2 separate regions of the Sus scrofa genome follow, and region 1 is linked to region 2. Evidence: chromatin contacts called from public HiChIP or PLAC-seq data. All regions are on one chromosome and are shown on one strand. The core of a region is the stretch at or near the end of the contact, and the rest is flanking DNA. Distances in the headings are between cores, read along the strand shown. Region 1 holds the start of CDC42EP4 (cdc42 effector protein 4). Region 2 overlaps SDK2 (protein sidekick-2).

What was found. HiChIP or PLAC-seq counts read pairs in DNA pulled down with a chosen protein or histone mark.
Region 1: an H3K27ac HiChIP or PLAC-seq map of skeletal muscle shows a contact between it and region 2. The contact joins the promoter of CDC42EP4 here to the enhancer-like site in region 2. A contact is called at or near these places in 2 of 5 promoter capture datasets (fetal liver and liver), 8 of 47 Hi-C or Micro-C datasets (adipose tissue, embryonic fibroblasts, heart right ventricle and 4 more) and 2 of 2 datasets of contacts at active chromatin or transcription factors (alveolar macrophages and skeletal muscle).

The regions. Positions count from the first base shown.
Region 1 is chr12:7,635,332-7,642,951 of Sscrofa11.1, forward strand. It overlaps CDC42EP4 (cdc42 effector protein 4), which reads left to right and starts at 2,466. Exons shown (of 2, transcript XM_003131243.5): 1 at 2,466-2,904. It overlaps LOC110255976 (a long non-coding RNA gene), which reads left to right. Exons shown (of 3, transcript XR_002337007.1): 3 at 1,616-1,848.
Region 2 is chr12:7,592,205-7,599,092 of Sscrofa11.1, forward strand. SDK2 (protein sidekick-2) reads left to right here. Exons shown (of 46, transcript XM_021066690.1): 40 at 396-560; 41 at 3,352-3,474. Among named protein-coding and RNA genes, the nearest start is that of CDC42EP4, 42 kb to the right of the region's middle. Within about 2 kb of position 1,822, at least 29 of the 83 cell types and tissues checked have an H3K27ac peak or open chromatin away from gene starts, as enhancers often do. A contact at or near this core is called in adipose tissue, fetal liver, liver and 3 more, where this site is marked.

The sequences.
Region 1 (7,620 bases), core at 1,216-3,715, 44 kb after region 2:
CATGAGGATGCAGGTTCGATCCCTGGTCTCGCTCAGTGGCTTAAGGATCCTTCGTTGCTGTGAGCTGCAGCATATGGATGTCTCAGATGAGGCTCGGATCCTGCATGGCCGTGGTGCAGGCTGGCAGCTGCAGCTCTAATTCCACCCCTAGCCTGGGAACTTCCATACGTGGTTGATGCAGCTTTTTTTTTTTATTAATTTATTACATTTATAGTTGTACAATGATCATCACGATGCGGCCTTAAAAGATTAAAAAAACCATCCAAACAGCAATGGGGACGCTATCCTGTCCTCAAGGATCCCATGGGAATGACCTGTTGTTTTTTTCTCTAGAACATGCCCCAGAGCCCTGCTGCGTGTTGACTCTCTCTGGGTGGGGCTCATGTGTCTGGAGCCTGGGACAAAAAGAGTCCCAGGAAGTGGCCGTGGCCGTGCCCTGAGCCCCAGGCTCTCCGCCAGCGGCCTGGTATCCTGGGGATTTTCCCAGGCTGCACAGCGGAGGTTGCTCAGACGCCAAGAAAAGGCCCCGGGGGTTCCCAAGAACCGGGAACCAGGGAAAGAAAGAACCTCTGCCCATAAAGGGGACGGTGAATAGCCCAGGGAGGGGGCAGGGTCTCAGGCTGCAGCCACTGAGGCCCCACCCCAAACTGCACTGAGCTCAGGCCCTGGGGACACCTTGAAGTGTCCACCCAGGACCAGCTTGTTTAACCCCAGTAGAAGGAAATTCAGTGGGTGGGGGCTCAGGACAGAGGTGGGAAGTCATGGGGCGTTTGTACGGGAAGGCCCTTTCCAGAAAGTGGCACGACCTGCCCAGAGTCATGCTTTATGGAAGATGGCAGGACCAGAGCAAGTGGGGCCGTCAGTTTCTCTATAAGGGAATAGGATTAACCAACAGAACTGATCTTGTTAGGGTTGGGGCAAAATTACCTGACCCCAAATGCCCAGAACCCACTGTAAACAAACCCATAGAGGGAGGCAGGCCCACGCCAATGTGGGGATCACACATGCCCAGGTCTCCTGGGCAGGCCCTGGCAGCTAGAAGAGGTTGAGACACGTGTCCGAGCCTAAGGGCTTATAGGTCAAGTTACACCAGAGGTGTAGTTAGGACTGCAAATCCCTCCCCAAAGTCAGGGGCTTAGAACTTGCAAGAAATTTCCAGGTAGCTATTCAAGCTCCAAGTTTTCCTTTTTTTTTTTTTTTTTTTTTTTTTGCTTTTTAGGGCCTCAGCCATGGCATATGGAGGTTCCCAGGCTAGGGGTTGAATCGGAGCTACAGCTGCCAGCCTACACAACAGCCACAGCAACACGGGATCCAAGTCGCATCTCTGACCTGCACCACAGCTCACGTCATCAATCCTTAACCCACTGAGCGAGGCCAGGGATCGAACCCGCAACCTCATGGTTCCTAGTCGGATTTGTTTCTGCTTGCGCCACGATGGGAGCTCCAAAAAATTAGCACTTTGTCTTGATCAAGCCTCCATGCCAGGGTGCTAGCAAGCAAAGCAGTGAGGACCTGTGTCTAGAAGCATGTACAAAGCCCCTTCCTGCAGTAGCCTGTATCCACTGAGGGCGTCCTGAGGGTGGTGGTTGGACTTTATTCATCTTTGTCCCCAAAGGCAAAGCTCAATGATGGTTAAATGTTTGTGGAAGGAGCCTTGGAAGCAAAGCACTGAATTCGATAAGGGTGGAAGAATTTGTCCCAGAGGTGTGCTTAATTGAAAGGTAATCTCATTGGGAAGACCAAATCCGGACACCTGTAAAAGGAGCATCAATTACCAACAGCTAGCCCTAAAGACAAAATTAGTTAACAATGGAGGGGCGGTGCCTCGGAGAATTAGGAAAATTTGGGGGCCACAGATAAGACTTAACTTGATTTCAGGTGAAAGGAGCCAAGGATGCTAGCACTGGGAGAGGATTTACTGGGAGCCCAGCTGAAGGAACCACGAGGGGGTCCCATGGAAAGTCCTGTTAGTGGGAGTCTGCCACCCTAAACCCCTCTCCTTAAAAATAAAAACATAGGCGAAGGAGCTGCTAACGGCTAGGGAGATTTCACTGTGCTGTGTCCCCTCTCCGTGGCATTTATTGCTAACTTCATTTACAAATGGAAGCTATTCCTCTCAAGAGATTCTCATGGGATTCAGGCCAGAGGTCTAGGGAGGGCATCGCTTGGAAGGGAACTATGTCTTGGCAGGATACTCGGGAGGCAAGGGTTACAGACTTGGGACAGCAGGACCCTCAAAGACAGGTCACCTTGCCCAAATCCTTCCTACACCCACTCTGGGCCTGGCCTCGGGGGCCGGCCCCCTCCTACCCTCCCTCCCGTTTCCAGCAAGAGTCTGGGATGGAATCCACGACCTCGGGGGCTTCCACCTTCTCAGCCTCGGGTCGGGGAGGGAGGGAGCGGAAACGCCCGGGGCCGGGGCGGGGGTTATCGGTTTCAGGTCAATGCTGGAAACGAGGAAGAGCCTGGGGGCGGCCTCGTGCTCGGCCCCCGGGGGGAGTCGCGCTGCTGGCCCCGGGAGCCCCGGGGTGGGGGGATCCAGGCCCCGGAGCGCAGCAAGGAGGGGCGCCCCGGGACCTGGCCGGCCTCCCGAACCGCCCCTCACGAAGCTCCCAAAGTCACAGGCTTTCAGATTTGAACCGAGGAGGCCGAGCGGCCGGGCTGAGGTTCCCAACCGCCATTGGCTGCGGCGGCGCCGTGACATCAGCGCGGGGGCTGCGGGGCGGGGAGGGTGCGGGAGGAGCCGGGAAGGGGAGTGTCCGAGCGGCTCCCTGCCCTGAAAGCTGGAGCCCGAGGAAACAGACGCCGGCGCGGACATGGGCCGCCAGCCCCGCCGCCTCGCGGAGCCCACCGAGGGGACAGCGCAGCCGCGCCGGCTCGGCGCTCGCGTCTCTGGGGACCCAGGTAGGCGACGGGTACCCGCCTCTGGCCGTGACAGCCACCGGAGCGGGGCGGGCTGGGCTTGGGGACCTCGAGCCCTGCTAGGGGGCGGAGAGAATTGAAAAAGCCGCGATAGGGGCCGTGGGGCCGGGAGCCGGGCAGAGCCCCCCACTCTCCTGGGTGGCAGGGCTGGGGCCCGGGCGCGTGCGGGGCGGCTCGGGTGCCTGGGACGGGGGCCACGCACCCTGGGTCCGAGCAGAGTGGGGCTGGGGAGGAGGGGGTGGTAGAGAGCCGGGCGAAGCCTCGCTCCCAGTCGATTTCCTCTGCCCAGACTAGGATTCGCCCGGCCAGCCCCAGGCGCTGCTGGGGATGGGGATGAGATGCGATGGGATGGGGGACACGGCTTTTTAGAGGTCCACCCTTTGCCCGGGGACGGGGGTGTGTGTCGCCGGGGACAAGGAGCACAACAATCGGCGGCGCGCGGCCCGCGGTCTCCTCGAGGGGGGCGTGTGTACACAGAGTTCGCCATGAATAAGAACCGGATTGTTCGCCCGTAGTGGCAGAGGCGTGTAGACACGCCACCCAGTGTCACCGGGCCTGGGAGAAGAGAGGCGAGGAGAGCTGCCTGGAAGGGACTGGCCGAAGGAACCGATGCTACCCCCCTCACCCCTCCCTCCCGAGCCTTCCCTCCCCGCCCGGCCCCCGCCCCGCGCGCCCGCCTCCTCGGGAGCCCGGGAGGCCGAGGCGGGGAAAGGCCGAGGCGCCGTTGCGCGGGGTGGGGCCGCTTCCGAGGCCGGGAGGGGACTGCGCGCTGGAGCCGGTGAAGCTTTCCTGGCCTGGCCACCAGCCGGGAGCGGTCGGTTAATGATTTAACCACCCGCTTGGGGCGGTGGAACTGCGATCGGCCGCCTCTAGCTCCGCCCCCTCCTTGGAGCGCCCCCAGGCGGGGGCACAAAACTGCCCCCTGCCCCGAGTGCGGCCCCTGGGAGCTCCTCTGCGGGCTGGGTGAGTGAGTGTCCCGGCCGGCTGGGATTGCAGGGCGGGAATCCGGAGCCACGGCTGGAGGGCTGAGGGTTGAGGCTGGGCGGACTTCCTGGGAGAGGACTGAGCCTGAGCCAGGCGTGTGTGTGTGTGTGTGTGTGCGTGTGTGTGTGTGTGTGTGTGTGTTGTATGTGTGACTGGGGGGAGGGGTGCTCTCTGCTAACTCAAACCAGATTCCTTGTTTCGCGATGAGACACTGCAGCCTGCGCTTTGGAAGTTTTCTTTTTCTCCCTGGGAGAATGGAGGGGAAATACAATGCTTTTTCTTTTCTTGCTGTCACCCCCTTGCAATCTGAGCGGCTCCCACGGTCCTCGGCTGCGTCCCCATTGCCTATTCTTGGCCCCTCTCTCTGAGCAGTTGAACCGGAAAGCGTCTCTGAGCTGCGTAAAGCCCCCTGCTCTTTCTTCTCTAGAGGGCTGAGGGTGCTAGACGGGGAATCGTCCTCTCCCTGCCCCCCAGCGGCCACCGGGACCCCCAAGCCAGCCAGCCAGCGTAAACAGCAAGGGGCCGGCTACAGGAGGGCCTCCAGCAACGCAACTTGGTTGCACCGTCTGGGTTTCTAATAACTCCCCACCCCCCTCCGCCCCCTTTCTGAGGCCGGGGTGGAGGAGGGGACCACCGGCCCGGTGGACTGAATTTTAAGAGAACAAAGAACAGGGCACAAAGGAAGGGGGAAGCGGAGCTGTGGATTTCCCCCCAGAAACGGGGAGTTTGCTGGACCCGGGCTGGGCTCAGCCGAGCCTCTAGGTGGCCCTAGGGCTGTGAAGCAGTAATGGGGCACCCATTCCTGACCTGGAAGGCTCCATCCTGGGGTGGGGGGAGTGGCTAGGACCCGGTGTAGGTGTGGGGTGCCATGTGGGTTCCAGCTTTCATCAGCTGCCCTGTGAGCTGTTCATGTGACTGCCCAATTAGTGTGGTTTATCTCCTGTGAACTTGGACTTTGCCCCTGGGCTCCTTGGGGACAGCTGCCCCTTCCCACAGACAGGGGTTTAGTGAACCTGGGTAGATACTTGAGCGGGTTCTGGTCTTCCCAGGGGTCCTGGTGACCCCTGCAGGGACTGGGAGGGGGCTGGTGTGATAAAACGAATCCACTCCCAGAGGCGGTGGTCTGGGGTCTCTGACCCTCTGCCCTCTCCCTGAGTTCCTGGAGTCGCCGCTCATTGGTGACCTCCCTAGCTCAGGCCTCCGCTTGGAGTGTTCTTCCATTTTTCTGGGACTTCCACCTTCCTCTTTCTTGACACCTCTTCCACTGCTTCCTTCCTCCCACTCCAAGCTGACATATCTCCGCATCCACGATGGTCCAGCCCTCACGGGACTGGAGACCCGGGAGCCCCAAGCCTGTGAGCGTCTAAGAGTGGGGCTGGGCAGATGCCAACCTGGGAGAGGGATCTAGACCCTTCTTTAACACCAGTCAGGAGCTTTCCCAGAAGAGCCTCCAGTTGGCTCTGGTTCAGGGATCCTAACCGCCTCCACCTTTGGAGCGGCTGATTGATTTCTGCTTCAGGGAACAGGCTGTGCCCAGGTGTGGCAGGCAAGGTGTTTGAAGGGCCGCCTCTCGCTGCCCTGCCCCCGCTCTGATTTGGAAGGTGGGAGTGGAGGGCTCAGAGGCCAGAACAGCCTGAATTGCTGCAGTGACTCCAACCTCCTGTGGCTGGAGGTTCTGCAGGCTCAGGATCTTGTCCTTGTGTGGGGGAGGGAGGAGTCTGTCCCTTGGAGGAATGGGATCTGGGTTGATGCCAGAGATAAGGCTTGGGGGCGGAGGCAGAGCATTGAGCAATCTGGCCCTAGAAGCTTCGGGCTGACCCAAGCCTCGGTGCTGGAGGCTTTCACTCAACCTTGGGAGAGGGAACCAAACACGACCCAGCTGGCAGTGTGTCCTGAAAGCCAGCCCCAGCCAGCCCCTCTGGGCAGGGAACTGGGTGGGGGGGAGTCATGCTGGGAGGGACTCGTGAGCGGGATTGGCTCATGGCTCACAGGGGGTTGGGAAGGAAGTTTAGCCGTGAGAGTCCTGGTCCCCGCTCACTGTGTCCCTGGAGATCTAGCATAAAGTACAAGGAGCCTTGGGCTGCCTTCCAGTAATGTGCATCAGAGTCTCCCTCGGCCACTGCCAGCCCGTCGCTCGGGGCTCCAGGCCAGGGTCGCTTCGCTGACATCCAGCACCTTCCTTTGCCTGGAATGGGGGCGCTGGTGATCTCCACTCAGCCTCCCAAGCTGCGAAAGGGTCTCCCTTTGGGACCAGACAAGGGTATTTGGGGATTTTGTTCATGAATGAAAGCTTACATTTCTTACCCAACCCATAGTACCCGCTGGCCTTTCTCTCTTCATCACAGGGGCAGAGGGCATCCGCAGAGCCATAGTGCCAGGGCACAAAAGTGCCTGTGGCTGTGTTCAGGGACACCCAGGGCTTCTCCATCATCTTCTGTCCCGGCCATCAGTGGTGGCAGATGGTGTCAGCCAGGGCCACTTCCAGCCTCCCTGGGAGCATCTCTGGGTTCTTATGCCTGCATCCACGCTGTTCTTGGGGTAACTGAATGTGGTCTGCAGACCCCAGCTTCGGGCTCCCCAGTGAAGCCAAGCCCTGTGTCCTGGAGTTGGTTCTCTGCCCCTCCTCTCCGCACCCAGGTTCCCACTCTGCATCCCTTCTCCGCTCCCCAGAATGTTGCCCTTGGCCCCAAGGCATCAAAGGAGCCCCTGTGTTCCCTCTGCCCTTGGAGTTTAAGGCTCCGTCAAACGGGGTGCAGGGGAAGGAAGGAGCTGAGAGGGAGGGCACACAAGAGCCTCAGGCAGGCAGTATGATTTGCAGACACCTCTGATGAGAATCACGTTAGGTCCAAAGGACCAGGCTTGTTTTACTGTGGGTCGATCACGTTGAGATTTTGTGCAAGTATTTGTTGTTGGAAGTGTCCGGGGGCCCCCCGATTCCTAAGTTCTCTAACCTTCATTCTAAGGAGGACCGGGAGGTCTTTCTCTCTCCCCACCTCCGCTTCGTCCACTCGCTTACTGACCTGAAATCAGAGAGAGCTGAAGTCCTGTCTGAGAAAAGTCAGGCTCCCTGTCTTGTGTCCTTAAAGGTGAAAAGGTCAAGAAGGGAGAAGCAAAAGACCTGCTTGGTCCCCCAGCTGGTCTGGGCCATGATTTATAACTGGGCTTCAGAAGCCAGGAGACATCGAACTTCAAAAAGCTGTTGGCTTGGGACCCTTGTGGATTTGGTGTCTCCGGTGACACTAAAGGCTAAGAATGTGTTCTCTTTGAACTTGGGGAGTGACAGGACAGTGGCCAGAGTGTCGCTGGGGATTCTGGAGTCTTACCTTTTAAGGTGACCTAGGGCACCTGCTAAGAAAGAACAAGTTACAACATCATTTTCACAGCAAACACGCGGAGCGCTTACCCCTTAGGCTGTGCGAGGGCTTGACCTATATTAGCTTGTCGACTCCTCACCATCGTGCTAGGAAGTGCGTGGTGTTATCAATCGCTTTGAAAAGTGATGAGGAAACGGGCACAGGTAGCTTGCCCCAGGCGGCTGAGGGTGGCTGAGCCAGCTCGTAACCATAACCGGGGAGGCTGGTTCCCGGGCCCCCCAGGCTGCAGGCTCCGTCCAGCAGGGCCAAGATGAAGATTCGCCAACCTGCTCTAGAGCAGGACCAGGCCCACCCACCTCTCTCTGCAGACCCAGGCATGCCCTTTGACTCGCCCTCCTCA
Region 2 (6,888 bases), core at 572-3,071:
TTTGCTGTTTGGGGCCACAGCCACAGCATATGGAGATTTCCAGGCTAGAGGTCGAATCAGAGCTACAGCTGCCAGCCTACGCCACAGCCACCGCTATGCAGAATCCGAGCCATGTCTGTGACCTATACCGCAGCTCATGGCAACGCTGGATCCTTAACCCACTGAGCAAGGCCAGGGACCAAACCTGCATCCTCATGGGTACGAGTCGGATTCATTTCCTCTGCGCCACAATGGGAACTCCTCCCTCATTTTTTAAAAAAATGTTTATGCGTTCTTGAGAACAGTCTGAGAGACACGGTGGGGTCGAGAGTGCTGGCCCAGCCTCTGACGCCGAGGAGGCGCTGCCCCCGGCCCTTCCCTGTCCCGCAGCCCCCACATGTGTGCTTCCCCCCCAGGCGTCAGTAAGATCGTGACCGTGGACGTGAAGGGCGGCAGCCCCCTGTGGCTGAAGGTGAAGGACCTGGCGGAGGGGGTGACCTACAGATTCCGCATCCGAGCCAAGACCTTCACCTACGGGCCCGAGATCGAAGCCAACGTCACCACGGGCCCCGGAGAAGGTAGGGGACATGGGGCGGGCACGGGGGCTGCTGTCTCCACACACGGTGTTCGGCCCCCCAAGTCAGAAGGGGGTGCCCAGAGCCGTGCTGGAGCCTGGAGGTGCAGAGGTGAGCAAGACGGGTTTCACGCGGAGCTCGTGAGCCCGTGGGGACAGCAAGGCAGCGTGTGGGCTGGGCGGGGGCAAGGGTGCAGCTAAAGGAGGCGATTCTGAGCGGTCCTGTTGCAGCTCAGCGTTAAGAACCCAGCATAGTGTCCGTGGGGATGCAGGTTTGGTCCCTGGTGTCACTCAGTGGGTTAATGATCCGACGTTGCCATGAGCTTCAGCGTAGATCGCAGATGTGGCTCGGCTCCCACGCTGCCATGAGCTGCAGTGTAGGCTGCAGATGCAGCTCGATGCAGCCCCTAGCCTGGGAGCTTCCGTATGCTGCAGGCATGGCCCTAAAACAAGAGAAAAAAAAAAGGAGGCGATTCTGGAAGACCTCACGAGGTGGGGCAGTCAGACACGTGGGAACAGGAGCTGGCAGTCTGTTCTAAAGGTGGCCGTGGTCGGGGGTGAGCAGGGATGGCCGGGCGTCCGGGTGCGAGGGAAGGAAGGCCAGCAGGAGTGTTTCTCAAGGTGCCACTCAGGCCAGAACCCCTGGGGGTCTTGTGACGAGCGCAGATTCCTGGGCCCCAGGAGCTCAGCGTCCTGGAGCGTCTGTCCTCAGAAGGTGCATCTCAAGAACTGAGGGGCTCTTGGGTCCCCACCGTGAGAACCAGTGCTCTTGGGGGGCTTCAGGCCAGGGGGACCTGCCGGCTGCCTTCTTCCTAGACAAGGTGACAGGAAAGCAGGGTTGGGGGCAGAGGGAAAAAGGAGCCCGGCAGTTGCAGACCAGGCCGGATGCCCTGGGCCTGAGCGGAGATCCTGGGACCAGGGAAGAGAGACTGGCTCCTTTAGGTTTGTGACGCCTTTTGGGGTCCTGGTCGTCAGGCCGAGGGGACCTCTTCGGGCCGCCCGTGGTGATTGAGGTTTCGCTCCCCAAAGTCCCTGTCACCCAGGCAGGATGTCCCTCCTGAACCAGAGCCACCTCCCCGCCACGCCACTCTCCTCCCTGCCCCAAGCACCCAGCCAGCCCAGCCTTCCCTGAATCCACCTCGACGCCCCTCCCCGTCGCCCTCCTCCCTGCGCGCAGCAGGAGGCCAGGTCGGCCTGGGCTGGAAGGAGCAAGGCCACCTCCCCTGCCGGCGGGTTTGCCCTGAGCGGTTCAGGCGGACCCCACCCCCCTTCACTTTCTCTTCCTGGGCACGTTCTGCTCCCCGCCTCCTGCTCTGCAGAAAAGCCCTCTGGCTCTCAGCTCCTTTGGAAGGAAGCCTGCAGGCCGCAGGAGGAAGTTGGCCAGGAGCTGCCCTCCCACCCCCACCCCGGCCCTCCACCTGCCCCCAGCCCCTCCCCGGGCGCTTCTCACCTGAGCTTCCCTGAGAAACAAAAGCAGGAAGCAAGCTGGCAGGGACAAGGACAGAGCAGTGGCGCGGGGACAGGAGAGAAGCCATCTAAAGGACAGACTGTTCTAACCTGAGACTCGGAGTGACCCGGGCTGGGCGGGAGTGGAGAGGGGAGGAAGTTGGGGGGTGGGGGGGCTCTGAGAAAGCCAAGAGCCGGGCCCAAGAGAGGAGGAGTCAGCTGGGGGCGGGGGGGACACGGCCTAGCGTCCTTTTCCCTCCAGGCCAGGACACACTGGAAGCTCCAAGTCCAGGAGATGGTAGCCTCCTTCTCTCAGCTCTGAGTGCAGTCTTGTGCAGAATGAGAACAACTCGGGGGTCCTGAGAGCCCCCCACACATACACACCTCCCTCAGACCGAGTCCCACACCCCCCATCCCTCAGCCACCATTGCCCTGTGTTGTGGGCAGGATTGCTTGTTAGGGAAGGGATGGAGGAAGGAAGGAAGACAGGCCATGAGGCCCCCCCGAGGTCAAGGTCGCTGCCAGACCTGGGCTGGGCTGTGGCTGCCACGCTTCAGTAGTGAGTCCCCAGCCTGCCAGCTCTCCTGGGCCTGGGGGATCTTTGATCTAAAGCTGGGCTCCCAGCTCCTTCCTCCGCAGGCATCCACGGGCCACTGGCACAGCTCGGCCAGCCAGTCCCCCACTCCCTCCCTCACTGGCTCATCCCACGTCCCACAGGCACATAGGAAGCACCCACCCCAGGCCTTGGGGGTGCAGGGCTCCAGGTGTCTTGGGGAGCAGGCATGGTGGGGAACGGCACACGGGGCCCTGGCCTGCGCTGCACGGCACCCCAGAGAGAAGGGATACAGGACTCTGCAGACAGAACTGGCTCACCCCCTCACTCCAGCAGCAGACTCCTCTCTCCTGTCCTGGCCCTGGGGGCCGGCACGTGGGTGGCCCATGTAACAGGCTGCAGCCCTGGTGCACCTGCCGCCCGCCCCATCCCCTGGAGAGCCCTCAGCAGAGTCCGGCTCTTCCTCCCTCCTCTAATTAGCGGAGGCCCTGGGTCCCCTGCAGCCCCAGCCCCCTCTCTGGCTCAGCCTTAAAGCAGGTGCAGCGGGGACCATTCTGGCCCCATCTCATACACCCCTCCTGCCCTGGGACTTGGAACACGGGGCTTTGGGTGACACTGCGGAGAATAAGTCCCATCTGGCAGGCCTGGCCAAGACCTGTGCCTTGGACCTCGGCACGTGCAGGGTTTCCCGAGACCCTGGCCAGGGTTGGTTTGACCACCCAGCCCCTCCTGCTGGAGGGCGGGCCGCCTGTCGCAGTTCCCTGAGCCTCCCTTCCCCCACCATGTACCACTTGCAGGTGCCCCGGACCACCTGGCGTGCCCATCATCGCGCGGTACAGCTCGGCCATCGCCATCCACTGGGCCAGCGGAGACCCTGGCAAAGGGCCCATCACCCGCTACGTCATAGAGGCCAGGCCTTCAGGTATGTCCCGCCCGGGGCCAGCCAGCTCTCGTCATCGTGTGAGAAGGCACCTGTGCTCCCCGAGCGGAAGCTCCAGGTGGCCCTGTGTCAAGTGGAAAACGGGAGGAGATCCAGGAGGCTGGGTGTGGACCGACTCGGGTGGGGGGTCGTTCAAGAAGCCGGAGGAGGAGTTCCCGCCATGGCCCAGTGGAAACAAATCTGACTAGTATCCATGAGGATGTGGGTTCCATCCCTGGCCTCGCTCAGTGGGTTAAGAATCCGGCCTTGCTGTGAGCGGTGGTGTAGGTCACAGACGTGGCTTGGATCCCGCGTTGCTGTGGCTGTGGTGTAGGCCGGCAGCCACGGCTCTGATTCGACCCCTGGCCTGGGAACTTCCATATGCTGCAGATGCAGCTGTGAAAAAAAAGCAGCAGCAGCCAGAGGAAGGAAGATTTGGGTTCCCACTGGATGAACACCCATGTCCTCCATGCAACCCCACTGGCCAGTGCCCCACACGGAGGCCGGCTTCCCCCAGAGACCCAGCCTCCTCTTTAAGGCCCGTCATCTGCCACCATGGCTGTCGCTGCACTTCCTGGAATATCCCAGTCTCTCCTGTCAAGCCTGAAATCGAATCACAAGACCTTCCAAAGCCATTGGGAGACTAGCAAGCGGCTGCTAAGTCGCTGCAGGGGGCTGAGCTCCGAGGTCCTGTTACACCGTTGTCGCTGTGACACCTGCTTCTGCCTCTCCGGCTCCCCTTACCCCCAGGAGCTCCTGGCCACTGCCAGCTCCCTCCGTTGCTAGGTTTCAGAGTTAATCGGAGGTGCCAGAGTCAGCGCAGGCTGGAGGCTTGCTCTTGGTATTCCATGGATCCGTGATTGGGTAATTGAGGTTGAGAAAGAAAAAAAAATTCTGTGTTGCTTCAGCACAGACAGCAAATACTAATCATAATGGGAAGTCGGCATCTCAAGCTAATTTTCTAGTCGGGCGAGGGGGGGCAGGTCACATCCCAGTGACATTGTTAATACCCCAGAGTAGCTGAACACTAATCATCTCAATAGCAAATAGTTAATTCCAGCTACTCCAGGAATCCCCTGCCCCCGCCCCTCGCCATTCCTTAATCTTGGGCTAATAATTGCAGTCGCAAATAGCTTTTACCTCGATGCAGCTCAGGGCCGGGATGTATACGCGGCCTTGGCTTCCTCCCCACTCCAGATGGTCCCTTCCCGGGCCCTCCAGGGCAGGCTGCTGCCTTGGCCAGGAGACCTCAGCGAGCTTCTCCCCACCAGGGCCGGGTGCCTGTTTTTTCCATCCAAGTTGGCTTACCAGGGTGCCAGGCTGTGGAATGTTGGCCCCGGATGTTAGCCCTGTTGATTTGCCAGAGTTCCCTGGGAGGCCCGGCATGGCACCTGGTGTTCGGAGTTCGGGGGCTGCGATTTAGTCCACACCCCTGGGGTCAAGGACTGAGCTTAAGAGAGAGGATGGAGCCAGGACCCCCTGAGGGTGGGGGACTTGGAACGGTGCCTGAGAGCGGGGGCCGAGGGTGGACAGTGTGGAGGAGGGGGTGGGGGGACACAGAGAGCCGGCCGTGATGGGGGGGCCGCCTCCCCACCTCCGAGCCCCCGGCTGCACATTCCCCTCATCGTCAGGGAGAAACCGCCTTTATCCTCAGCTCCCCCACATCGCTTGTGCTTCGTGCTGGACAGGACCAGCTAAACATGAGAAGCCAGGCGCTGCAGACCGGCGAGGGGTCTACCTATTCCAGCCTGTGAAACCCACCCTGCACACCAGCTGACGCTGGGGGCTGAAGGCCAGAGCCACAGCACAATGCTCCAGCAGCTTCTGGCCTGGCCCTCTCCACCCAGCTCTACCCTTTGTTTCTCTTTGGTGGGGAAAGAGGTGGGTCAGAGTGCAGGCTGCCGTTCCCAGCCTCTGGGAAGCAGCAGGCTCCTGGGCGAGCCCATCAGGAAGCTTGCATTGGGCACCAGGAGGAAATTCAGGGCTGGCACAAGACAGACATCCCCGGGCTGAAGTACTGGCCAGCACTGCGACCGTGACCTTGGGAAGATGAGCTCGGCTCTCTCCAAGCCTCGTTTCCTCATCTGTCACACGAGGACAGTGGTTCCTCCTTCTCACCGTTGCTGCCGGTACAGCCCTTGGAACCAGGATGCTTGACAAGCAGCGATGTCATTCTTTCATCATCATTGTTGTCCCTGTCACTGTGCTTGTCATCGAGGGTGACAGAATTCGAAGTCACAGGAGGAAAATGGGTTGCACCCCAATCCTTATATTTCGAGGCATGCAGTACTAAAATCGGGGCACAGAATGCTCTGGAAAGGCCAGGGAAGAAAGCTTTACATTCATTTATTCAACACTTTTTTTTTTTTCTATTTTTGGCCATGTCCACAGCATGTGGAAGTTCCCAGGCCAGGGATGGAACCCACACCACAGCAGCAACCCAAGCCACTGCAGCGAAAATGCTGGATCCTTAACCCGCTGAGCCACCAGGGAGCTCCTCAACAAATATTCTAAGGATGCCTGTGCTGGGCTACAAAGACAAATGAGCATGATCCCTGCCCTTGAGGAATTTCACAGCCTTGCAGGAGGAAAAAAGAGATGTTTAGCAAAAAGATGTATGTGAAGCAGATACCCAAAATTGCATAATTAAGACAGAAGATGAGGCCAAGGCTCAGGACCCCAGATCCTTCCCTGAGGGCAGCAGGATACAGACGCGCTGCCACAGCCGCCTTTCAAAAGTCAGGAACTCGGAGTTCTCATTGTGGTGCAGCAGAAACAAATCCGACCAGGAACCATGAGGTTGCGGGTTCGATCCCTGGCCTCGTTCAATGGGTTAAGGACCCAGTGTTGCTGTGGTGTAGGTCGCAGATGCGGCTCAGATCTGGTGTTGCTGTAACTGTGGTGTAGGCTGGCAGCTGTAGCTCCAATTTGACTCCTAGCCTGGGAACCCATATGCTGCGGGTGCGGCCCTAAAAGACAAAAAAATAAAAAGGTCAGGAACCCAAACAAGATGTCAGGAGGGTAGCCTCCACGAGTCCAATATTCAGAAAGGATGAAGGGTTTGTGGCACCTCCAGGAGAGTTCCTAACTTGGGTGGATCTGTTTAAAAAAAAAAAAAAAAAAAAAAAGGAAAGGAGGCAAAATCCATCCACCCCAGGGAAGAATCAGCCCGGACCTGAGAGTAGCCTGTGGGCCTGAGAGGCAGCTCTTCTCCCAAGTTCAGAAGCAGACAAAGGACAGGGAAGCCGGAGGAGCAGGAGGCCCTGCCGTGGGAGCTGGTCCAGGACAGCGGTTGCCTAGACAACCCACACGCAACTCGAGGCTGGAGACTGGGAGCTCCGCCCACCACCATCCTTCTGAGACCTCTGGTCCCTGGTCCATGTGCAGACGGGACCTGAGCAGGGCCCGGGGTGGCTT